Linked DNA regions of Rattus norvegicus: region 2 is linked to region 1. A link is a contact called in public Hi-C data. All regions are on one chromosome and are shown on one strand. The core of a region is the stretch at or near the end of the contact, and the rest is flanking DNA. Distances in the headings are between cores, read along the strand shown. Region 1 holds the start of Pdss1 (decaprenyl diphosphate synthase subunit 1). Region 2 holds the start of Yme1l1 (YME1-like 1 ATPase).

Region 1 (6,246 bases), core at 2,418-4,917:
AGAGCTTCACAACTACAGTTTTGTTTGTTCCAAGACAGGATCTCACTATGTATTCCCAGCTGCTCTCAAACTCATAGATTTGCTGCCTCTGCCTCCTGAGTGCTGAGATTAAAGGCATGCACCATCATATCCACATCTAGCCGGAACTACTTTCTTAAAATTACATTTATTCATTTATTTATTTTGTGTGCATATATCTTTGCTTATGGGCACATGCTATGGCACATGTGTGGAGGTCAGAAGACAACTTAAAGGTTTTCTTCTTCCACCATGTGGATCATGAGACTCAAATTCAGGTCATCAGGCTTGACAACTGGGTGCCTTTACCCAGAGTCACCTAACCAGCCCACTTTCCCCCTTGTGTTCTTTTAATATCTAATGTTGACTTTGCCAAGCAGTGGCCAAGAAGACTGGGTCTGTGCTCTCCACTATTGCATTATCTATTCATTAAATATTTAAGAACATTTATGAGCTACAGAAAATTATGTTCCTACAGCACAGCAACAGTTCTTTCTCTCTTTTGATTTTATCATTATGGGACAGCCCACTTTCCCCTCTTTTGGGATGGACGTCTTGATATGTAGCACAAGCTGGCTTTGATCTCACAGTCTGTCTGACTCATTCTTCATACTAGCTAGAATTATAGGCCACTCTTTAGACAGTCTACTTACTTCTTTTGGTATCCTTAAGTAGTTAATTTATACAAATGTAATGCTTTATTATGAGACATATAAATAAGGACCATGACTCCCATCAATGCTTCAAGACAGAATCTTACTACACAGCTCAAGTTGACACTGAACTGATCCTTATGCCTGGTCTCTCAAGTGTTGTGTTAGCATTAGTGTACCATTCTGCCACAACAAGTGACAGCTTTTTTTTTTTTTAAAGATTTATTTATTTTATGTATGTGAGTGCACTGTCTCTGTCTTCAGACACATCAGAAGAGGGCATTAGATCCTATTAGAGATGGTTGTGAGCCACCATGTGGTTGCTGGGAATTGAACTCAGGAATCAACTCTTTTTTTTTTTTTTTTCGGAGCTGGGGATCGAACCCAGGGCTTTGCGCTCGATAGGCAAGCGCTCTACCGCTGAGCTAAATCCCCAACCCCAGAGCAATCAACTCTTAATCAATGCTCTTAACTGCTGAGCCATCTCTCCAGTTCTAGCAAGTGACAACCTGATAGAAGAGTTACATCTATTCAATCTAAGACCTAATGGTGAAATATTAAAACTGCATGATTAATATGGAATACCCTTTGCTACTAGGTAGTGTAAATACTGTTAATTGCAATCTTTAGAGGACAGATCTCGGAAAAAATATCAAAAATTTCCATCTGGGTCACTTTTTGACATCTTTCCATACCTACTCTTAGAAACACACACACACACACACACACACACACACACACACACACACACATATATATATATATATATGTATACACACACACACACACACACACACACACACACACACACACCCCTCCAATGAGTATCCTATCACTGAACTATAACTCCTAGCTCCAAAGAAACACTGAAGACAGTACCTATTCACTTACATCCTGAGCTCCACAGCAAAGATTTAGGACAATATTTATTCAAATCAAGCTGTATTCTACTTAGAGCTACCTGGGGCCAGTGTTTTCGAAGGTAAAAAAACCATGTTTTAGAATGAAGATGTACAACCAGTTCTGGGACTCACTGACATGGCAGTGAAAATAATTTCTTCACTTCTGATTCTATTCCTTCTCTATATCATTTATTCTCTTTGAAAGTCAACTCTGCCCCTTAGGATTTTTTTTTTTAAGGTTTTCATATAGCCCAGCTGGGCATTCAACTCACTCTGTAGACAAAGATTACCTGATCCTCCTACATTTCTACCAAATGCTGGTATTACAGACCTAGTTGAGAATCGACTTTTTAAAGAGAAAGTGCTCAATATGAATTAAAGACAAAGTTGGGTGTGGTCACTTAGGTCTAATGCACTGCCCTAGGCATAGGGATGGGGCTAGAAACTGAGGAAAAACTACTATGATGTATCTGGGGCCATGCTTAGCTCGACAGTAAGTTCCAGGCTACTCTGGGCTACAGCATAATACAATGTTAGAGAGACAAATTCAGCTTAATTATTGTCTCTAAGGCTTGTAGTCTTTAAGACCTGAAGTAATGAAAGCACTTGCACCTGAAGAAGACACCTGTGTTCTGATATTCTTAGAGTAGAAAGTATTAGCACATGGGTGAGAAAACATGATGCTTGACCCTCAATTAGTCTCCCTTTTTGCTCAAGGAAACAGATGTGGATGCCAGTGACAAAGATTCTTTCCAGAAAAGCACTCTTCTTATGGCTGAGGCGTCTTTTCTTTTTTCCCCTTTTTAGAAACAGCCAAGGCAAAAAGTATTCAGTGGCATCTTGTGGTAGATTCATCTCTCTCCAAAACATGTCTGCATCTATGGAGATAAAACCTCAAGCCCTCTAAAGTCTAGCTTAGGTATTGACATGGATCCCTGCAAAGCCTATCTTCCTCTAAGATACATGCATGCCCTCTTTCTCTTTTTCATTATTCTTTCTACATTACATCAGCTTGCATTTTCTTTCCAAACTCTTTTTTGGATAATTTGTTATATGCATCCACTTTGGTATAAACTAGATATGTATAAACGCTACACATTTCGTACTAGTATAGTGTTTGACATATGAAGTGTACACCAAATCTTACTAAAGTTTAAGAGGTGGGTGTTTTTGTTTGTTTTTGTTTTTTTAAGATGAAAGGTGAACTGTCATACAATTACTGGGTGGCTGGAAAGGTCTCCAAAACCCAAAGTGAAAAACCACGAACTTCAAAAATCAGTAAGGACCAAGGTATGGATTGACCCAACTCACACTGAGCGGGGAGTCATTTACAGGGCTAATTGACCGAGAGAAAATGAAATTGAAATCGAACAAAGTAGGAGAGTTTCAAGGAATCACGCTTACTACTCAGATAATAATTTTACTTCAAAGAAGTCATAGGTCTCTCGTGACACCCTTGGGCTCTTCTCCTTCTAGTGTCCTTCCAGCGCCTTTCAGGTGTGCGTTCTCTCTCGTAAGCACCTGCAGCACTCTAGTCGAGTCCACCCTGGCTAGTAGCATCGCTTTGCGTCGCCACAACACCCTTTCCAAATTTTGAGGCTAACGGGATCCGAAATCCGAAATTGCTAGAAAAGCGAGAGTAGAGATCCCTTTGGCTCTGGTTGTATCCGTGGAAAGAACTACGTCTTCCCGACACACCCCAGTAGCCCCGGCATCTCTCTTAACAGGGCTGCGCTCCGACGCTTCCCCTACCTCAGCCCCTATGTCCCCTCGGTGCCCGATCAGCAGCTCCGCACTTCGGGCCCCGCTACTAGTCCCATTCCCCTAGCGTCCCACCCAAGGGGGCTGTAGGCCCCGGAGCACGTGCGCGTCTTCCCATTCATTCGGTCTCCGGCTGTCATTGGCACAGTGACCTCTACGCCGCGGAGAGCGCGCGCGTCCCGGCCTCACCTGCGCGCGGGTGTCCGAGGCGGCGCGTGTCCCGAGCGGTCCTGCACAGCCAGGGCGTGCCGGCCGCGGGCTCCCGACCAGCGCCGGCCTCCAGGAGCAGCGGCGCCGCCAGCATGACCAGCGCAGAGCCATGGTACGAGTCTGAAAGTCGCGGCCGGCGGTGGCTCCGCCTCTGCCCCAGGCCCAGACCCGGAGCCGGAAGCTGGGCACCGGAAGCGCGAGGCCGCACCCTGTCCTACCAGGTCCTCCGAGCGGTCGCGGGTCGTCTCTGACTCTCCTCGGAGCCACTGGCTCCGGCCAGTAGCGGCGTCCGCTTTTAGCCAGAAATGTGCGTCCGAACTGTTGTCCTACGCGGGACAAAGCGTGCAGAAATCTGGTTCCGGTGCCTGCTAACCCCGAGGCCATGGTTTCCGCAATACTAAGTTCGGAGAAGCGCCAACTTTCTCTAATTAGTCTATGCTAACGGTTATTGTGAAACAGAAGTTAAGTTAACCTCGTTTCTCAGCTTTTGGACCCTGTCCCGAAAGCCTTAGAGATGTATACATGCATAGTTTGACTGTTTTGTCCATATCTGGATATGGGAGACCAACTCTTGGATGTAATGATCAACTCTTGGATGTAAATTTCTTGGATAAAATTTTTAAAAAAAATATTATTTTTCTTTAGATGATCTCGCCGTGTGGACCAGATTGGCTGTGTGTAGATCAGGTTGGGTTCAAATTCACCATCCTTATGCCACAGCCTGTTGCTGCTGAGATTACCGACCTGCGTCCCCATTTCCAACAATATTTGCTAATGCATACAATGCAGTTCAGGATACACTCTGGCAAGAAAATGTTTTCGTTGTCCATGTTTTATTTGTTCGTTGTGCCTGACGAATGTTGGATTTATTCCGATGTTGAAAAAGCATTTTTATAACAGTTTCATAAGGTGATTATACATGCTCATAATCATTCTGCCATAATCTTAGGTGGAAGCAATGAGAGACAATGCTAGCACCGGGGAGACTGAAGAAACTTACTGTGTTCCCGTGTTGACTTTTTTCCCCTATTTATGTATTCAGTCATTCACTTTACATCACCCCCCCTCTCCTCCCAGTCCACCTTCCCTCGAAGAAATAAACTAGCTGTAATTTTCTGAATCATATTTTCATCTTGTTTTGCAACACACTTAAAGAAGGTTAACCCTAAGGTTTAGCACATTATTTTCATATTAGGTTTCTATGTTACAAATGAAGGTTATACATGTACATGTATGAAACTGTCAAAGAAAAAAAAAACGTTTCCTGAGGTTTTGACTGAGTGGAAGGGTGTTTTCCTAATATGCACAACAACCTGGGTTCCATCCCAACACCACAAATTAATGAATGAATGAGTGAATGAGATAATCCAATAGGTAGGTTTTGCCTGGTTTAGTGTAGCAGTAAATAGTTTCATGTTCTTTTGACAATGCTACAACCTGTGGCATATTGCTGTTAACTATCTTCCTTTGCAGGTAGGGAAACAGGAGAAGGACAGCAATCTAGAATTCTGCTGGGCATTTTTAATATAAAAATTATCCAGATTTAACAAAAGCCCTGGCTCTTAAAAAGAAGTTGTAATAGGTTGTGGTATGAGCAAAGGAGCACTTTCCTAGTGTGGTCAAGGCCCAGGGTTAGATCCTCAGCCCCAACACAAACACAAAATCCCCAAGCTGCAGTATCTGAGATGCAAGATTAACTGGAAAATATAGATGAAGTCATTTAAGACTTCCAACACTATTGTGTAGCTAAACTCTGACTCCTAATAATCTATCAAGAAAACCCACATAATTCATAGATGATTCTTTTGACCCAACTAGGCTAGCCAGGAGAGGGCGTCTGATGCTGGAGTAGGTCTTTGGGAGCAGTTAGATATGGGTGCTATGAATTGAATTGGGGTATACAACATATGAACCTAATATAAAATAAGAAAATATGTTCAGCTTTAGGCCCAACATTTTTTAATGCAAGTGTGGTGCAGAACAACAAGAAACATAGATTTGCAAACTTGCAGTTGGTGTATTTATGCCTTCCTAAGAGTCAATATTTAGAGGACACAGTTTCTTCAGTCTCCCTTGCATTGTCTGTAATGCATTCCTTATATTTGGGGTCTTGTGCACAATCTAGAAGATACGTTTTGTAAAACACAGTATGATGTGGCAGGAGGGGGTGCCTTAGCAGGCCCATGCTCAGGCAACACCCCCACCCCCACCCTGGTACCAGCTATACAATGGGTCTAGTATAAAATGAAGTTTATTTTAGGGCGTGAGAAGAGGGATTGAAAAGGGAGTAAAGGCAGGGAAGGGGAGGGGCAGAGGGACAGAGAGTGAGAAGAGAGAAAAACGGGAAGAGGCTGACAGGGATCACTAGAGAGAGGGATGGGGAGAGGACAGGGAGAGAGAAAGAGGCCAGAGAGAATAATGAGGGAGGGAGGGGGAAAGAGGCAGAGCGACAGACAGACAGACAGACAGACAGACAGACACATGCACAGAGACCGACAGAGAGACAGAGAGACAGAAAGAGACCTTTTATATCAATCCTGGCTTGTACCTGGCTGTTGCTTGAGAGAGAGAGAGAGAGAGAGAGAGAGAGAGAGAGAGAGAGAGAGAGAGACCTTTTATATCAATCCTGGCTTGTACCTGGCTGTTGCTTGGTAACTGTTGGGTGGCGCCTAGAAGAAATGCTAACATTACAACTTAGATCT
Region 2 (6,246 bases), core at 1,956-4,455, 230 kb before region 1:
CAGTTTGAGCTCCAGCACCACATATACATTCAACAGATTAGCATAGACAAACACGTGCAAAAATACTGTCCACATTCATTTACTGCTGACAAGAAGAAAATTGGTTTGTTCTTTGATGATACTACCTTGGATATGTTAGAAACCAGGCATGGCGGTACACTCTTTTTACCACAGCAATGGGGAAGAAGACAAGGCAGATCTCTGAATTCAATGTCAACTTGGTCTACATAGAGTTCAAGGCCCACCAGGACCACACACTGATGTTGTCACAAAAATTAATTAATTTGAAATACATAGACTCTCATTCTCTAAAGTCTACTCTCTAGGAACTCATTCTAAGGAGACAATTCGACAAATGATGTGCACTAATAAGACAACTTCTTCAACACAATTTTAAAACAAATGGAGAACTTGAGAAAACAACTATTAGGGAAGCAGCAAAATAAAAGGCACTTCCACAGAAAGGCTTCACAAACATTAATGTTCTAATAGCAAAAGTTCACACCAAGAACTTTCTGATTTTTGAACATTCCCATTGCCACCATCTTGCTCTGAATCCCACCACCTAATCTCCTGTTTCTGCCCTTACCCAGCTGTAACATACTACCAAAGATAAAAGAGTCATAATTAAAATCTTCTAGATCATGCTTCTGCTTAAAATCTAACATCTGTAGAGCCTGAAAATCTTCTACAGTTGGTTTTACATTCCTCACTTCATCACATGCCCCTTCATTCCCTGTATCAGAAATGGCGCCAAGAACACATGAAAACACTGTATTTACAATTACCAGTCTATAATATATGAAAGTACATAGGGCAAGTCCTGGAGAGAACATCAGTTGAGGACATTCTCTACCGAGTTATGATGCAAAGCCCTTCTGCATACAAATTCACCACCCAGCAGGTCAGTCAATCACTGCCTCCAGGAGTGGGAATTACAGTTTGATGAAAGTATCTGCTCTGGGACTATCCATTCTGGGACTATTTGCAGATTCAAGTTACTCGTTAGGACAAACACAATGTAATCTATGGAGCTTATGAAATCAAAAGCTTCCTAACTCAAGAAAGTCTAAGAATATAACAAAAGCTTGGCAAGAGGAAGACTACAAAAATTAAGAATTTCTTTTGTTGTAGCAGATTATCCAACTAAAAGATAAACTCCATGTGGCAAGGGCTTTTTCTATTTCAGTATTAAATATTGCATCCCAATACAAGTATGAATATAGAGAATGCTAAATATTCATTTGTTGAGTGAATAAAATAATGGGCTATTATAAACCAAGTCTAATAATTTAACTAACTTAATCCCTGACTCTAAAATTAGTCAGTGTTATACTTCTTGCTGTGATCTGAGGCATTGTCCCTTTAAAATTCATGCTTAATTCAGTTTCCATTAGAACAGCAGTAAGAGGTGGGAGGTGACTAGCTAGGAAGGATAGCACAGCACTACAAACCAACTGCCTGTGCTACATGGGGTTGTATAAAACCTACAACAAGCAAGTAGTTAAGCCATGGAAGTCCTGCCCTTATGCCACCAGTGTGGGTTTTCCCCTTGCTCTTTTGCTTTTCTACCACGTTATGCTGTCTATCCCATGATGGTATATATTCTTCATGCTTTCTTGATAATTAATATTATGTCAACAGTCTCTGTCAGACTGTTAATTACTAAACGTTCCCCAGACAGCCATCTTAGGAAACAGCATCTTCCTGCATCAGGCTGACCAATAAAGAAATACCACTTTCCACCATCACCTACACTAACACCCAAGTGAAATCCTATTACTTCTTTTCTACTTTAATTTCTCTTTCTGAGGCAGGTTGGCTGCCAATTCCTAATCCTAATCCGCTTGTCCCTCCCACCTTGTCTGAAATTAGAGGTGACTAGACATAGCAATTTCTTTTCCACAATTATTGAATACCTTTCCTGTGTCAGGACAACAACATTCTTAATCTAGAACACATATGCTTCTGCCCTCTCATTTTCTCCACACAAGAAGCCAAAGCAAGCCTTCAAACGAAAACCTGGTCAGGGAAATCAAATGAATCAAACTCCCTACCTGGCTCCAGGCTTCTCTTCAACCTCATCTCTGACACTGCTCCTTTTAATCACTCTGCTCTTGCCACACTGGCCTGACTTTTGTTCCTCACAAGATTTTTTATTTATATTTTTCTGACTGCCTGAAATTCCTGTTTATTGTTCATCTTTACTTCCAGTGACCAGGAAAAATCCACATATGCTGCCTAAGAAGTAGCTAAGCAATCAGGACAAGAAGTTGACAGTCCATCTGGCGTGATGGTGGTAGGAGCCATGATCCCAACACTTCAGAGGCTTGCCAGAACAGAGTGAGAACTAGGACAGCAAAGACAGTGAGACCTTGCCTCAAAAAAATAAAATTAAACATTGTTATCACTCCCCCCCAAAAAAATTTAATGAACCAAAGAAAAAAGTAGGGTTGGGGATTTAGCTCAGTGGTAGAACGCTTGCCAAGCAAGCACAAGGCCCTGGGTTCGGGCCCCAGCTCCGAAAAAAAAGAAAAAAAAAGATTTTAAAAAGAAAAAGTAATACAATTTGGGTCCTAATAAAAATATAAAATTTAAATCAATTTTTAAAATTTAATAGCAAGAATCTAATGATTAAAAAAATGTGCACAAGTTAATTCTGGCCAGAAAGAAAGAAACTGTGATGCTATTCAAATTATCTGAGTATGTTTAAACTAAATTCGGCTTGAAAGGAAAAATGGGGTGTATGAAAAGAACACTGTTTTCTCAAATCCCCATCTCCAACACTAAACAATGCCTGGATCCTCAACAGAAATTATGTGCAAACCATCGGATACGTGTCAGGTCATACTCTCAGCATTGTCCCCCGATCTACTTTTCAGCCCGCGACTCACACTGGGTTCGTCGCTTCCTTCCCTAATTTGCTTCAGAAACACCAAATCTATTACAGCATCCGGAAAACAGTCGCAAAAGGGCCGCAGGAAAACGGCTGAATGCTGGGCTCACCTGAGGCTGCACAGTGCTCGACAGGGAGAACATCTCTGGGCCCTCGGGACCTTTCCCGCCAGCTGAAACTGCTTCCTAAATCAGCTCAAAGGAAAGGGGCTAAGCCCTTTTATTTTCTCTTTATTTTCCTTCGCTCTTCTCCCAGTTTCTTCCTTACTCCTCCCAAAAACAAAAAAATGGCTTCCCTTCCCGACAGCTGCTACGACGACATCTGCCCCGGAAAACCAGAGGCTACCGAAACAGTACTTCCGGAGCAAATGAATACCTCCACGTTCACTCCGCCCCCGACCCGTCAGCGCTCCGCCTCTTCCGGGTACTATTTCACTTTAGGGTTGTTTTATGAGGTATTTATTTTTAACACCCCCAACAATAAACTGGATGGTCTTCTAGTCGCTACTAATCTGTTTCTGAATTTAATACGGGGTAAACCGCGCTTCCGGCTCACCCAGGTTCTCCACATTCTGTGACTCCGCTAGCTTCCACACCTCATCCCTAGCCATTGCTTTAACAGTCGACCTGGCTTCTGGCTCACGCGGAAGAAGAGAGAACTGCAGATCTTGGCTGGGACTTGGACCCCACCAGACTCGAGCTACATTAAAGTCTTAGTAGACCCCTTGCTCGTTGGCTAGCGAATGCACTGCCCCGTCACAAAAACAGCCTATGTATCCGCGGCTGAGGCCCAACCTACGCTCCGCAGGCCCCGCCCAGAGCTCCGCAGACCCCACCCAGTAGCGTCGCCCGCTCCTCCCTGCACTAGCAGCCCCCGCCCAGCAGTGCCGCCAGCCCCACCCATCTATGCAGGCTTACAGTGAGCCAGCAGAGCGCAGGCGCATGGTGACGTCACGGGAGGCATCCGGCGTAGGCGAAAGCATTTGAATCTACTTGGCGGGAGTTAGTACTGTAGTGCGAACTGTTCAGCTATGGAGTCCGCCTCGGGAAGTGAGGAGAATGAAGAAGGTGCGGCGACAGAGAAATGCGTGAATAGGATCCCAGTACCAAGACCACCCTCCATTGAAGAATTCACTATAGTGAAGCCCATTAGCCGTGGCGCATTCGGGAAAGTGTACCTGGGACAGAAAGGCAGCAAGTTGTACGCGGTGAAGGTAGGCAGTCTAAAAGCGCAAAGGTCTTAAATGGTCCTTTCTCACGAACCTCCTTTTTGTGTTGTTGAACAAGCTCTGGGGCTCCTGGAGCCCTAGCCTGCAATGCCCGTCTTACAGAAGTTTGCACAGTCCTGCTTGTTGACTGTTGGCGTTTGGGCAGACTGCAGTGAGCTGGTGTCTGCCCTTTCCTTTGCCCTGCCCTTCTCTTTATCCTGAGAATCATTACACAGTGAAAATAGCAAAACATACCCAACTGTGTCCAGGCCAGTGTAAACAAATGCGAAAACCTAGGCTGAAAGCAGAGACTTGAAGCCACGGCCACGATTTCATGACTCATGTTTCAAAATCCAAAAGGCCGTTAAATACGTATTGGTTATGTTTTCCTTTGACATACAGAATACCGAAATTTTGTTATCACAAACAAGAAGTGGTTTGTAGACACTGATTTCAAATCGCACTCTAAGAAGTTGCATTATAGTCACATTTTCTGTGATGACATTTATATTGTGAAATTTTATAATTACATTAATTTTATGTGTCACCTGGATTTTGGGTTTGTTTTGCTTTTCTACTAACTTGAGCTTCACCTGGATTAACTTTGGCACTTTGATTAAGTTTGTAATGGTCACTTTCTAATTATGTTTTAATTCATCTCTTTGACGATAGATTACTAAACAAGAGCAAGTGCTGTAAAACCAAAAGATCTCATTAAACTTCATTTTTGCTTTTCAACTTTTCCATAGTGATATGTAAGCTATAAGTTCATTTATAGAGCAAGTTGAAAGAAATGTGTCCTAAATCAACCCTTTCTTATCTATATGTGATCGTAAGAACAGTCAGTAGGCACTTAAAAGTGTTCTATCCACCACCCTTGCTTCTCATCACTCCCGACATTTCTGATTATTCACATTTGACAAGATTCGTGGTACACAGTGCTAGCACCCAGGGTAAGCAGCCCCTTCACCTGACTGCCTAAATGCTAAGCCTCCTGGTTTGCTTCTTTCCCTTTAGTAGTACCAACATCACCTCTGCCTTCAGGCTAGAAACTTGAGGCACTCTCATATTTCATCTATGCACCACGTATCCTTTAAGGGTTCCTGTTCTCCCTCTGGAAAACCTTCTTTTGTTTGTTTTTTGGGTTTGGTTTTTTTTTTTTTCTTTGCTTTTCTCATTCACAAGTGAATAACTAAGTTCAGGCTCTCATTTTCCCCCACTTATTTGTTTGTAAAAGCGAAGTTCTGTGATGATTTTAGTAACTTAAATAGTTGTGTAACAAGCATTGAAAACCAGTTTTAAGGAATAGTTCCATAGACCAAAAAAATGACCTTTCTGCCTATTCGCAGTACCTTTTCCCTTAATATGTCAGCAAGTAACTACTAACCCTCCTCTCTCTCCTCTGTCTCTCTCTTTCACAGTCCCAAATGGCCTCAGACATGTGATGTAGCTGACATGACTGGCCTTAAACTACTGATACGTCTGGTTCCATCTCCTAAGTGCAGAGATTACAGGCATGCACCAACATGTACATGCACCAACTCACTTTCTATTTCTGCAAGGTTGCCTTTTCTGGATATTTCACATAAATGGAAGGATACAGTGTATGGTCTTTGGTGTGTGTTTTTGTTACGTTTTGTTTTTCTTCATTTGCCTTGTGGTTTAAGGTTCATCAGGCCTTAATTTCTATACTTAGTTGGTTGGAGTTCCCTAACTAGAATCATTAACTTTACTTTTAGTCCATTCTTTAGGCTGCGGTATGTAGGCCAAAATCCAGAGTCCTTAAAAAGGTGGTCATATTCCCCATTTTTGGCCCCCAATCTCTACTTTATCTTCCACATAGCCTATGTCAAAGCAACATCAGGCCATGACTTATTTCATACCTTGGGACTTAAGTTTATTCTGGTTCCTTCTTCACTGCTTTTGTTCCACCTTTCTCTGCTTTTCACCCATTGTTTTGAGGATTACCTATTTCCTCTGAAACCTTCTCTGATCTTCCAAACTCAACTCATTGAAATTGTTACTTTATATGTTGCCAGTATACTTGTTTTTCCTTCTCTAACACCTCAAGCCTTCCTGAATTGTTGTTATGAAAACACCAATTCATCTCTCCTATGAGTATTTTGGGTACCTTGGCACAGTA

What was found. A called contact is a pair of places that touch in the nucleus more often than the background predicts.
Region 2: a contact with region 1 is called in a Hi-C map of liver, with 4 times the contacts expected there. The contact joins the promoter of Yme1l1 here to the promoter of Pdss1 in region 1. A contact is called at or near these places in 2 of 12 Hi-C or Micro-C datasets (liver and mammary epithelial cells).

What each region holds. Positions count from the first base shown.
Region 1 is chr17:89,965,915-89,972,160 of GRCr8, reverse strand. Pdss1 (decaprenyl diphosphate synthase subunit 1) reads right to left here and starts at 3,667. Exons shown (of 11, transcript NM_001400847.1): 1 at 3,524-3,667. The coding sequence starts at 3,655.
Region 2 is chr17:90,193,046-90,199,291 of GRCr8, reverse strand. It overlaps Yme1l1 (YME1-like 1 ATPase), which reads right to left and starts at 3,205. Exons shown (of 19, transcript NM_053682.2): 1 at 3,007-3,205. The coding sequence starts at 3,039. Mastl (microtubule associated serine/threonine kinase-like) reads left to right here and starts at 3,868. Exons shown (of 12, transcript NM_001107369.1): 1 at 3,868-4,109. The coding sequence starts at 3,927.